Linked DNA regions of Mus musculus: region 1 is linked to region 2. A link is a contact called in public HiChIP or PLAC-seq data. All regions are on one chromosome and are shown on one strand. Each heading gives the region's core, a stretch centred on a gene start, on an enhancer-like site or on the middle of the called end of the contact. The rest is flanking DNA. Distances are from core to core; before and after follow the strand shown.

Region 1 (6,059 bases), core at 2,596-5,095, 270 kb after region 2:
CAGGAAATGGGGGGAAGGGGGGACCCAACTTAAATAAGCACATAGCAGATGACATATGTGGCACAGAATACAGTGGCGAAAGGGGGGTCCCAGATTCAAAGCCTACCATAGGCTACTCCATCTATGCGATACTCGCATAAGGACCGGCAGCCATCTTTAGAAGGTACCTGGTCCCCAAGTGATGCATGGTTGCAGACATGTATCTGGCTGCCTCCTGTTTAATGCTTTCTGGATGAGAAGCAAGATTTGCATTTTTTTTTTTTCTCCCCAGTGATGCTCACATCCAAAGCAACTCACAGACCTGAGGCTGCGCTGGGTTTTGTTGAAGCACACACTTGGCTCACCCAAACTATCAAGACACAGAACACTGTCACCACCCCAAAAAGTTCCCTTACATCTGCCTCAGCCTCACCCTTCTATGCACTCTCTTGATTGCTGAGGCATGAGCTCTCGGCCACTGAATTACAGCCAGGGTCTGTTAGTGTTTTAAAACCATGGGTAGGTGTGGGCAAGAAAGACATTTCAGGTGCCTGCGGAGGGGATGTAGACAGGGTGGTGGTGGTTTGGATGCAGAGGACAACCAAGTATGCATGGTGGGGGTGTGGGGTGTGGGGCAGCCTGAGCCGGCCAGCTGAATGGAACACCAACAGATGGCGTGAGTGATTAGGAACCCCACAGGCCCAGGGCAGCTTGGGAGGAGTCCAGCCTTTCCAGGTCGAGGACTATCTACACATCTATTCAGCCATTGCAAGGGCAGTCGCCTGCCTGCGCATCCTGGGCAGAGGCTCTAGGACTGGCAACTTTCACATGGAATGGGGTGCCCTCTTTGCAGGCCTTCTCCTGGGTCCCCAGTTCCTCCACCTTGGGCCTCTGTCCTCTGGAAAAACCAGAGCCTTGCATCCAAAGCTCCTCTGTGGGAGGGAAACTCGGAAGGAAAAAGACAAGACATCCGTGGGTCACCCTGATTTGTGTCTCCAAAGTCAAGCCCACTCCACCATGCAGGGTCCCGAGACACCGACATCCTCCCATAGGCCCAGCTGGGGCATCTCTGATCTTAGTCCCCCACCTTATGCTGTCACCGGATAGGGGTGGTGTGGATTTGTTCTTCTCTTTACTCTAGTTGTACCCCAAAACAGCTAGGGGTTTACCCAGCAATTTGGAGATGCTTCGGTTTGTCCTGTGGAGCACAGTTTTGGACTGAAACTGTGTGCTCTGGCCTATCAGTATACAGAGAGGGCAAAAAAAGGAAGGCCTTGTCTGAGTTTGTTTTCTCTTCCTGTGATAAACACAAAGGCAGCTTATCCGGGAAAGCGTAGAGTTGGCCTACAAGTTAGAGTCCATTATCATGAGAAACTGTGGGACGTGAAACTGTGCCAGGAAGAGCAGGCCAAGACCTGGAGGCTCAGTGGGCACACACCTGAGGCTTAGGTGTCTCCCAGCTCCCTGACAGACTCCTGACTTGGAACATGTGACATGCTTCTCACATAAAAGAAACATGTCCTATGGTCACATAGGTCCAAAACAGAGTTCTCCATTCTAATAAGGTACCTAGGCCCAGAGGGCTTAGCCAATAAACTTCCCTTCCCAGAAGTTCCTCCCTGTAAAAGGTATTTAATCTCGGGCCCACCCTGAGAAGTGGGGGATGGTTTTACACATCTATTTTCTGCCATGACAATAAACTGTTTGCTGAGAGTTCTATGTCTTCATCTGAAGACTGCTAGCAGATACTGGCATCCAGGCAGTTAGGATGAGGGTTTTAAAGGCCACACCCATATCATCGACACACCTACTCCAACAAGGCCACACCTTCTATTAGTGCCACTCCCTGGTCTGAGCATTTACAAACCATAACAGGCTTGCATACAGGCCAGTCTATCTGATAGAGGTAATTTCTCAATTGAGGTCCCCTCATCCCAGATGACTCTAGCTTGACAAAACAAAACTAGCCAGGACAGGCCCTGAGGATGCTGGTGTGGAAGAAAAGGGGGAAAGTCGAGAAGAGACTTCCAAGAACCAGGGAGCCTTGGCAGCTTTATGGGGCGGTCAGAGACAGGTTGACCTGCACTGTGAGGACAGAGGAGAGTTTCTCAGGCCTTGTTAGAGGAAGCAAGAGCCAGAGCAGGCCCTAGGCCCGAGTGGTTCAGGCCTCGTTTACAGTACCATTCAGTCCTAGCGCTGAAGCTCTGCTCAACATCTCTCGGGGACCTAACTTCCTTCTTGGGGGCCACCAAACACCCCTGGTCTCCTGGATCAAGCCAAAACTGGAAGGAGAGAAGTGCTCAGGACCAAGAGAGAGGTTTAGAGACCCCTCTGAGAGGGTCACTATTCACTTTAGCCAGCCAGCTCTGAACACTTTCAGGGAGGACAAAGACAGGCCTCTCTGGGCCAGGAGGGCAAAGTCAGGCAGGCCCCGGTGGGTGCACTGCAGCTACCGTCATTGCCTGAGATCAGAAAACATGGCTGCGTTTGGCCAATGTTGGGAGATGGGCAGGGGCAGGTGGAGGGGTGAGTGCCCTGGTCATACAGGAGGGCTGAGGGATGATGAGAAAAAGCTTGGGGAAGCAGACACACAACACAGAGTGACCTGGAAACTGCAAGACGACCAGGCTGGCCGGGCGAGAAAGTTTGTGAAGTGGGTTGGCCAAGAGTGAGGTTTTAAGTAGGGTGGGAGCTCACTGGGGGAGATTTTAAACTTGGAGCATTTTGGTGAGTTAGGGGCGGTCCCAGGGTTCGGGCACCAATCAGATGGACAGTTAAGATTAGTCCCTGTGACTCAGAAGCCAAAAGGCACAGTGTGTGAGCTGTGTGGCTGCCAGCTACAGCCTCAGGGGAATCTTGGACAGGGAGTACTGTGTGGGAGCGGGGCTCTGTGGCCTCCCAAGAACTCAGTTAGGGCTGTGGTAGCGCTCTGGGGCCTCTTTGGCAGTGTAACATGTTCTGGCCGGCTTCTTGGTCAGCCTGGAGAGATCCCTTTTTCTTTGCAGCCCCTCCTTTTTAAGAGGGCCAGGTCACATTAACACAGGTCCTCTCCTCCCTCTTTGTGTCTCAGTTCATTACCACATTGAACTGAAGGATGACGCAGAAGGTTTAAGCCTTTCCACAGCCCTCCCCATCTTACCGAGGAGGCTATAACCACTCAGTGACCTGCTTAGAGGCCTCCCTCCTCCCCTCAGCTCCTCCTTCTCTCCCCTTCTCCCTCCTCCTCCCCCTCCTCACTCCTCTTCCCTCTCTTCCTCTTCCTCCTTCCTCAGGAGCATTCAGGTCAGAGGATGGGAAAAAACAGCCAATAATGAGGCAGTTCTGGCCATTTCTGCAGGCCCTGTAGTTTCTTAAGTCTCTCCCAGTCATGTGGCTGTAGGCCTTGATATTTCTTGATATTCCACATGCCTTAGAACAGAAGGTGGGCCTGCTTGCTGGTGTGTAGGCTAAGAGAGGCAGTGGCTGGGCCTGATGCATTTCTGCCTTTTCTCCCTCCAACCCTACTTGCTAGCAAACAGCCCCATCGTCTTCTGTCTCTTTCAAGGACACTGCTGTTGGCTTCCTGACTCACACAAGCGCCAAGATGACCTCATCTCCAGAGTTATTTGATTTTTTTTTTCATCCTCAGAGAATGTTTCCAAATATGGTCCCATTGCAAGTCACATGGTCTCAGGCTCGGCTTTGTGGGGGTGGGGGGCGGGAGGGGGGGTGGGGATGGTCATTGTTCAGCTGTCTACAGAAGGGAAAATGCAGGCTTGGAGGAGCAGAGATTTACTGCAGATCTCGGGGTCTATCGGGGCAGCCTAGGGAAGCCCTGCCCTGGGGAGGGAGGCCAGGCCAGTGTCTGGATTACTGTGGTTCCGGTTCTCCACTCTGCAAAAGCATTCATGGGAAAAACATCTGGAGCTCGGGCTGCGCAGGGGAGTCCCACTCCCACAGTCGCTGGCAGGTTTCCCTGTCTGCTGGTTGAGGGGGAGGGGTGCAGCTCTCCTCACCCCCTCATGAACAGACCACAGACACTCCCAAGTCCCTGCCTACCACCACAGGGCTGTGGGGAGTGGGGAGAGTCCCGGCCCTGTCTTTCCTGACCTCTGGGTCATTGACTCCCTGCACAGGGTCCCTGCTGTCTGGTGAGAAGCCAGGAACCCAAGGTAGAATTGAAGCAACAGCTCCAACCCCACCTCCTCAGCTCTCAGAGGCCACGGAGCAAAGGGAATTGGGTTTGGCCTGCGAACCCAGCCGCCAGCCCACTCTGCCTTGGTTCTCTGAGACAGGAAGAACTGACTGCTCCTTCTTACTGACAGGGTGATAGACCACAGAGGGTCAGCCTAACTCCATCCCAGACACGGGGCCAAGTAAACCCACTCCCAGAGTCTGTTTAATGGTGGTCCTGTCTTAGCCCAGCCTTTCCTTCTGGTCTATTTGGGGGCTCTCCAGGGCACACCTGCTGAAATGACTCTAGAGATCACATGCAAATGGCTTGGTGACCAGCATATGGATGCTGCTGGGGACAACATGACCTTTAAAAAATATTGTTTTATTATTTTTAGTTATGTGGATGTCTATGTGTAGGTATATGCATGTCACTGCAAGTGCCCAAAAAGACAGAGGAGTTGGATGCCATAGAGCTGGATCTACAGGCAGTGTGAACCACCTGACATGGTTGCTGGGAATTGAACTTGGGCCTTTGGAGGACCAGTTACAGGCTCTTAATATGTGAATCATATCTCCAGCCCAAAAGGTGATGGGACCTTCAAGAGGAGGGATCTACAAAGCTGAGTGTGGTGGCACATGCCTTTAAACCCAACACTCAGGAGACAGAGGCAGGCAGATTTCTGTTGAGTTTGAGGGCCAGCCTGGTCTACAGAGTGAACTCCTGAACAGCCAGGGCTACACAGAGAAATCCTGTCTAGGAGGAGGAGGAGGAAGAGGAAGAGGAGGAGAAGGAGGAGGAGGAGGAGGAGGAGGAGAGAGAGAGAGAGAGAGAGAGAGAGAGAGAGAGAGAGGAAGAGGAGGACGGACCTATGCCCTGTCCTCTTCCCCCTCGCCCTCCTTTTTTCTCTCCTTGTATCCTCCCCTCCTCCCTTTCTCCCTCCTCCCCGCTTACTCTACCTCCATGCCTCCTCCCTGGCTGTCCTGAGATGAGCCCTTTCCTCCACTGTTGGTTAGCGTGCCTCACCACAGGCCCACGGGGCCAACGGATCAATAACAGAAAGCTCTAAAACTGTGAGCCAAAACAAGTAGGAAGAGCTCGCTCCCGGCATTTTGTTCCCGTGACTGCACCTTCCCCCTCTCCCGCTTCCCCCCCCCCCCCCAGCACCGTGCCCCTGTGTTAGCGCACAGGCAATTCCACTGGGCTGCTCTCAGGGACCTAAGAGCTGCTTGGGTCATGACCTGCGACTGCATCCAGGCTCGCCTGGTATGTGCTGCCTATAAAAGGATCCACCGCCCACCCAGCTCTCTGTTCTCAACATTCCTTCTCCCTGTTCTCCCTTTTGGAGGACTAGTACCTGGTCCCTCTCTTCCCTCTCTGTCTGCCCTCTCTGGCCCCATGGCTCTGGTCCCCAGCTGTCTGCCTGTCTACTTGTTCCCTCATCTGCCTCCTATCCCTTCCCCAGGTCTTCAAGCCTCTCCCCTCCCCCAATAAACCTCTTTTACACCAGATCTGTTGCAAGACCTAATTTCTTAAGGGTGCACCTTGGCATGGGCCAGCCAAAGGTACCCCCTCGCCACACTATATTTCATAATGCCCTCTCCTACCTGTGTTACCCACAGAGGACAGTTGGTCCAGCGCTGACCCTGCTTCAGGCCGCCCAGGAGAACGCCCCCATCTCACCTGACTGGGCACTAATTGCAGAGAGGAAAGGATACAGGATGATATTAGTTTTTACTGTGAGGTGGGATGAAGTGGAGGGATACCCCACCCCCAGAGCCTCTCACGGGCCAGACAGATGCCTCAGAGGGTGAGTATTTGAGTCCAATCCCTGCGACCCACATGGTGAAACGTTAAGAACTAACTCCTGGAAGCAATCTTCTGAGTTGTACATGATTGCACATGCCACATTCGTATACAACTAAAA
Region 2 (5,980 bases), core at 611-3,110:
GAGTGGCTTCAGAAAAACAGGGAGCACAGTCTGGGAAGCTCCGTGGACTCTGTGGATCTGAGAAAGGGAGACACAGCACTCGGCCACATGTATGTGTAGGCCTCATGAGCAAGTTGGGGAGGGCACCTTGAATTAAGGAAAGCACAGCCTGCACACAGCGCTGCAGCCGGGGTCTAACAGTCATGCTCTGGCGAGTTAAGTGGGTAAGAAAGCAGGTTTGTTAGCTGCTGGAGAGCTGCTCACAGTGCTTCACTGCCAGCCAGGACTCAACCCTATGAGCAGCAGGAGGCACTGATGTTTGGTGGCTTCCTACTGACCCACCTGGAGATACAGTGGGCAAGGATTATTTGGTGATAATGTTTGAGATTGATTGTGACACACACCTAGCTCTCAGGAGCTATAGGCAGGTGAATGTCTGTGAGTTCAAGGCCAGGCAGGGCTACATAGAGAGAGACTATTTCAAAAAACAACCAAAGAAGTCAATGGAAACACATGGGTAAGCTAAAGTACCCCAGAGCCTCAGAACTTTCAGGACATGAACAGAGGGTATGAAGTCTCAGAAAAGGGAAAGGCAATTATAAACAAGATAATAAGAAGAAATGGGTTCCAGCCAGCCACAGTGGTGCAGGGTTGTGGGGATGCTTGTGAACAGCCATGTGGGTGCTTTAATCCCAGCACTGGAGTGCAGAGGGAGGCAGATCTCTAAGTTCAAGGCCAGCCTGGTCTACAAAGAGAATTGCAAGACAGTCAGGGCTACACAGAGGGAACCTGTCTCAAACAAACAAAACAAAAACACAAACAAAAGAAAGGGAAAAAAGAAATTGGATCATTTTAGAGTTGAAAGTCGGGTCAACACTTCACACCACACCCAAGTATAGATTCCAAATTGACCGGCACGCCATGGACTGGAATGTAACGCAGTGGGAGAACACTTGCTTGGCATCCATGAGGCCCTGCATTTAACTCAGAGCACAAAACAAATAAACAACAACAAAACCTGGTATTGGAAAACTGAGTGAAAGATTTAAAAAAAAAAGTCTGAAGATGAACTGTGATGTGTGCAGTGTGCAGGGTTTTAGCTTGCTCTGCCATTAAAGACCTAAGTTCCAAGCTGCACAGCAACCCAGCAGGTGATTGCCTGACCCCTGTAAGGGTCTGGCAGACTACGGTAGGTGTACACATAAGCCCAGTTGTTGTTAGTACCTCTGTTTGTTTGTGTTTCTGGTATTGTTTTACTATGCCTGTGCACCATGTGTGGGCAGTGCCTGCAGAGCCCAGAGAGACAGTTTTGCAGTCCCTGGAACTGGAGTTACAGATGGCTGTGAGTAGCCATGAGGGTGCTAGGGGTCTGGTCCTCTGTAAGAGGAGCCAGTGCTCTTCACTGCAAGTCATCTCCCATCCACTGCTTTTTGTTCTCTGAGACAGAGTCTCACGCATCCCAAGCTGGCATCAAACATTTCATGTAGCTGAAGCCAGCCTTAAACTTCTGATCCTCTAATCCTCTACTTCCCAAGTACTGGAATTATCTCCCTATACCACTAGGCACATTTTATGTAGTACTGTAAAGTGTAGGGCTCTGTGTATGTTAGGTAAGTACTCTAACCAGTTGAGTACAGAGACCACTTTTATATTGGTTAAGGGTACCAAAGTCATGAAAAGGCTGTGGAAACCACTTAGATTGGACAAGGCTAAGGAGGGCGAGAAGGCAGAGGCAGGCAGAACTGGCTGACGGATTCTATACTACATGGGGACAGAAGTGCTATACATACAACTGGGAATACATGGTCTCTATGGTTCAGGGTGTCAGAGGAGATCAAAGCCTGTGTCAACATCAGATCTGATCAGTGACTGTGTCCTGGTTATGTGAGTCACCTGACAGACACACACTCAAGCATTCAAGGCCTAAGGCAGAACACTTGTGACTTGCCCAAAGTGACTCAGAAAGGACAGATGACTGATGGCGACGACTCGGAGCAAGAACACATGGACATTTCTGGGACTGTTCTTTTTTTTTTTTTTTTCTGTTACTGTGGAATTATTTTCAGATAAAAAGCTGCACATCAGAAAAATAGGAATGAAGAGGCATGACTACTGGAGTCTGTATGGACACTGCCCAGAGTGCCCAAGAAAACGGGCGAAGTTCATATGTGCAGCCCAAACATCAACATTCTGGGGGCGGGAGGGGACAGGCTGGCCTCTGCCAAGTGTGCAGGTATCCCCGCAGTGAGCGGCTGTGCTGAGAACACTGGACTAGAGAGACAGGAGCAGGAACAACCACTGGAGGACGGTGAGAGAAGGCAGTGCACATAGGCAGCCATGTGAGCAGACTGGGAGAACTACCACAGGCCAGTCAACAGCCCTGGAGCCACACGACCTTTTCTCTGAACAGTTGCTCCCCCACTTCCCCAGGGCCGGGATAACTCATCGGGAGTGGATGCTGCCTCCTTACCTGGTACTCGACCCCGGAATCCTGGGCTCCTGCTCATCGACATGATGGCTTCTGCATTCATAATCCTGTGCCTGTGACATTGCCATCTGCTTCCTTAGTGCTGACGTGAACAGTTGTCAGAGGATCATCAGGTTGCCTCCTCCAGCATCACACAGGAAGAGGCCACACTAGGGAGAAAGAAAAGTGGCTAAGCACTGATAGGAAATGCAGTGATGTCCACACCACACATGAAATTACAGTCCATCCTTCTCTCCTGCCAGATAGCTGGCTCAATAGAAAGCAATTCCCATGCCTCAAGACTCCTTGGGGAAGCCACTCCCGGCCAGCTTCTCTTGTACAGAGGGAGAGCCTGATGGCCAACTGCCTCCTGCTGGGATTCCACTTGGGCCAGGGCAGGTGCATGAGTGCTTCAAGAACTACAAAGCTAGAGGATGCACTGAGCACCCAGGCCTCACCCGTGGATGACGTCTGGCCCCAGCACAGGATGCTGCATATGGGGAAGTTACTGTGGAGATGAAGCTGGGCACAACATACACAGGGTATGGCCTCATGCACAGTGGAACTCAGGCACGCAAGGCATACACAGATTCCTGTGACAGTGAACAGGCTCTCTCACAGGCAGATTGTGCTGTTGAGAAAACACATGGAAAGGGACCCCTGAGCCTATGCTCATCCAAGATAAAAAGCCATCCATGTTATAAATGTGAAGGCTGAAAAAACAAAATGAACTTTTAGGAAAACCAGAGAATGCTGGGTTTTATAGCGGGGTCAGATCTCTGAGACAGTCACAAAACCAGCTCCCAGAGGAAAAAAAAATAGTGAATTCGACTGTGATAAAATTAAGATTGAAGATATCTACTTATCAAGAAACCAAGAACAGGCTAGGTGTGGTGGTGCATTCATTTAGGGGGCAGAGAACCCTGGTCTCCAGAGTGAGTTCCAGGCCAGCCAAGGCTACAAAGTGAGATCCTAGAAGGGGGGTTGGGGGAGAGGGAAAGGAAGAAGAAGAAGAGGAGGAGGAGTAAAAGAAGGAGGAGGAGGAAGGAGAGGAAGAAGAGGAGGAGGAAGAAAAATGCAAATCCAAAATGGGAGGCGTTTGCTATATAGTGTGTCCAGCTATGGCGTGTGTGATCTGATAACGGGCACACTAAACATAAGCCAATGCTGCTGATACAATGATAAAGAAGGGGCGAGTAGACAGTGCAGACGGCAGTCATGGAGACGGCTCCATTTCACTCCTCAGGAAGTGCTCTTAAAGGCGTGTGACATGAGCACTCAGCAAACGGGAAAGACAACAACTACCAAGTGCTGGCAAGGGCAAGAAGAGCACTTACATCCCAGTGCTGGGGCTGAAGGGCCCCAAAGGAGGACACATGCATCGACCTGACCACTTCACAGAGGCCACTGTGGCAATGGCAACAGTGAGGGATGCCAAGTGCACACCAACTCCGTAGCAGGAAGTGAACCCATACACACACTAGGGTTTCCTTTTAAAAACCCGAGAAGCACTTGTGGCTGTATTAGAATCAGATCTGACAGGCTCAGGACTCAACAGTGCCAGGAGGGGATCAGGGGCCATTCGCTGTCTCCAGCCAGGGCGCTGCTGCTTACACGGTGCTGATCCAGGAAGCTCACAGTGCTACAGGCTCTGTATTCAGGTCCCTCACCCCCCATCCCCACCACACACAAACAGCCACGGCGAACAGAATACTACTGGGGTTCTGTCTTACTCTTTACCGACTCCCAGATGGCATTAGATTTATGCCTTCCCTCAAACCAGGGATATTCCATGGATATTAACTGCTAATTTAAGGACAAATTCAAAAAGGTTCTAATTACCAGGTAAACCAGGTAAGGTGGCACACACTTATAATCCAAGTATTTGGGAGACCAAAAAAAAAAAAAAAAAAAAAGAAAGAAAGAAAGAAAGAAAGAAAGAAAGAGAGAAAGGAAGAAAGAAGAAAAAAGAAAAGCTATTATAACAAAGAAAAATAAAATTTAGAAAGTCACTAGGTCATAAACATATATTCTACTAAACTGGAACTATTTAAAAAGTATAAATTTCTAGTTATATCACCTAACAAATGTAAACTGAGATGAAATATTTAAGCAGCTCTATAAGAAGGCTGGAGAGATGGCCCAGTGGTTAGAGCCCTGGCTGCTGTTTTTGAGGACCTAGTTTGATTCCCAGTGCCCATATGGCAGCTGGTAACCATTTGCTACTCTGCAAGGAGCTCATTGCCCTTCTCTGGCCTCAATGGGCACTTCATATGGTATACACACATGTAGGCAAAACTCCTATACACATAAATAAAAATTAATAAAAAATAAAAATGCGCTAACTAAAAAAAGTTCTGGCCCAGAAAGATCCACTGGGCAATTTAGCAAAGAGAAAGAGAAAGTAACGCCTGTGCTTCTCAAACTAGTTCATAAGCTAGAAGGCAGCCTCGCCCACCACCACACCGCCAATACCACACTGGTTATGAAATGGAAGAGGACTGGATGGAATATAACCAAGCTCTTTTTATAAAGCTAGGAAAGACACTAGCAACATCATCAATAAAGGAAAATTATAGACCAATTCCCTGGTGAGCAGAGATGCAAATAGTCTCAACAAAAATACTTGCAAATTGAATTCAAGAACTGTGGGGAGCTGAAAAATTCTGACTGGGTAGGCAAAGAATGGGTAAAATCCCGAGTGAATGTATTGTTGGCACGGTACGACTGTGCTGAGAGCCAATGCCTTCCTTGGGTCAGGCTTGGAATGGCAAAGCTTCCTCTGGTCCAAGTGTGAGTTTTTATGAACAACTGACCAGTGGTGCAAACACTAGCAAGCCCAGTGTCCTAGCGTCCCAGTGTCCCCCTCCAAGAGGCTACAGTGGCACCAACAGAGGTGGCCTATGGGGACCAGCTAACTCCTCCACAGTGTTGCACATAACCAACAGGCCCACCTGAGCCCAGTGTTCCTACACATCTATCCTTTCCTCACGCTCTCACAGTCCCTGTCAGCTTTCCGAGAGGCGAGGTGCTCAGGACACACACGGTAAGGAGCACAGCAGAAGGTAAGACCATGCTGTATCCCACAGAGCCTGGGGTAGTTCAACAGATGTAAACCAATAAATGGAAGCTATCAAGGACAAACATCATATAATCTTTTTCCTTTTTTTTTTTCCTTTTTCTTTTCCTTTTCCGAGCTGAGGACCAAATCCAGGGCCCAGCAAGCACTTTACCACTGAACTAAATCCCCAGCTCCATATGATCAACTTGATAGAGGAAGAAAAGGTTTTTGACAAAAATTCCAACATCTTTTCTTGAAAAAAGTTCTTAAGAAACTCCAAAGAGAAGGACTTTTCAACCTAACAAAGGCTCTATACACACAGCCTATGGCTAACACACAATTAAACAGTGAGAACACCAAGTGTCCCATTAAAATCAAGAACAAGAAAAGGGAGGCCAGCCTGGTCTACAAAGTGAGTTCAGGACATCCAGGGCTACAAAGAGAAACCCTGTCTCAAACAACCAAAAAAAAAA

Evidence for each region. HiChIP or PLAC-seq counts read pairs in DNA pulled down with a chosen protein or histone mark.
Region 1: a FOXA1 HiChIP or PLAC-seq map of pancreatic cancer cells shows a contact between it and region 2. The contact joins two enhancer-like sites. A contact is called at or near these places in 1 of 39 promoter capture datasets (liver), 1 of 115 datasets of contacts at active chromatin or transcription factors (pancreatic cancer cells) and 1 of 9 other capture datasets (pancreatic islet).

The regions. Positions count from the first base shown.
Region 1 is chr15:77,034,031-77,040,089 of GRCm38.p6, forward strand. It overlaps a transcript of Mb not described here. Among named protein-coding and RNA genes, the nearest start is that of Apol6, 8.0 kb to the right of the region's middle. RefSeq lists an enhancer at 2,610-4,734. Within about 2 kb of position 3,846, at least 215 of the 459 cell types and tissues checked have an H3K27ac peak or open chromatin away from gene starts, as enhancers often do. A contact at or near this core is called in pancreatic cancer cells, where this site is marked.
Region 2 is chr15:76,763,036-76,769,015 of GRCm38.p6, forward strand. It overlaps Arhgap39 (Rho GTPase activating protein 39), which reads right to left. Exons shown (of 12, transcript NM_001168288.2): 2 at 2,450-2,616. The coding sequence starts at 2,529. Among named protein-coding and RNA genes, the nearest start is that of C030006K11Rik, 42 kb to the left of the region's middle. Within about 2 kb of position 1,861, at least 49 of the 459 cell types and tissues checked have an H3K27ac peak or open chromatin away from gene starts, as enhancers often do. A contact at or near this core is called in pancreatic cancer cells, where this site is marked.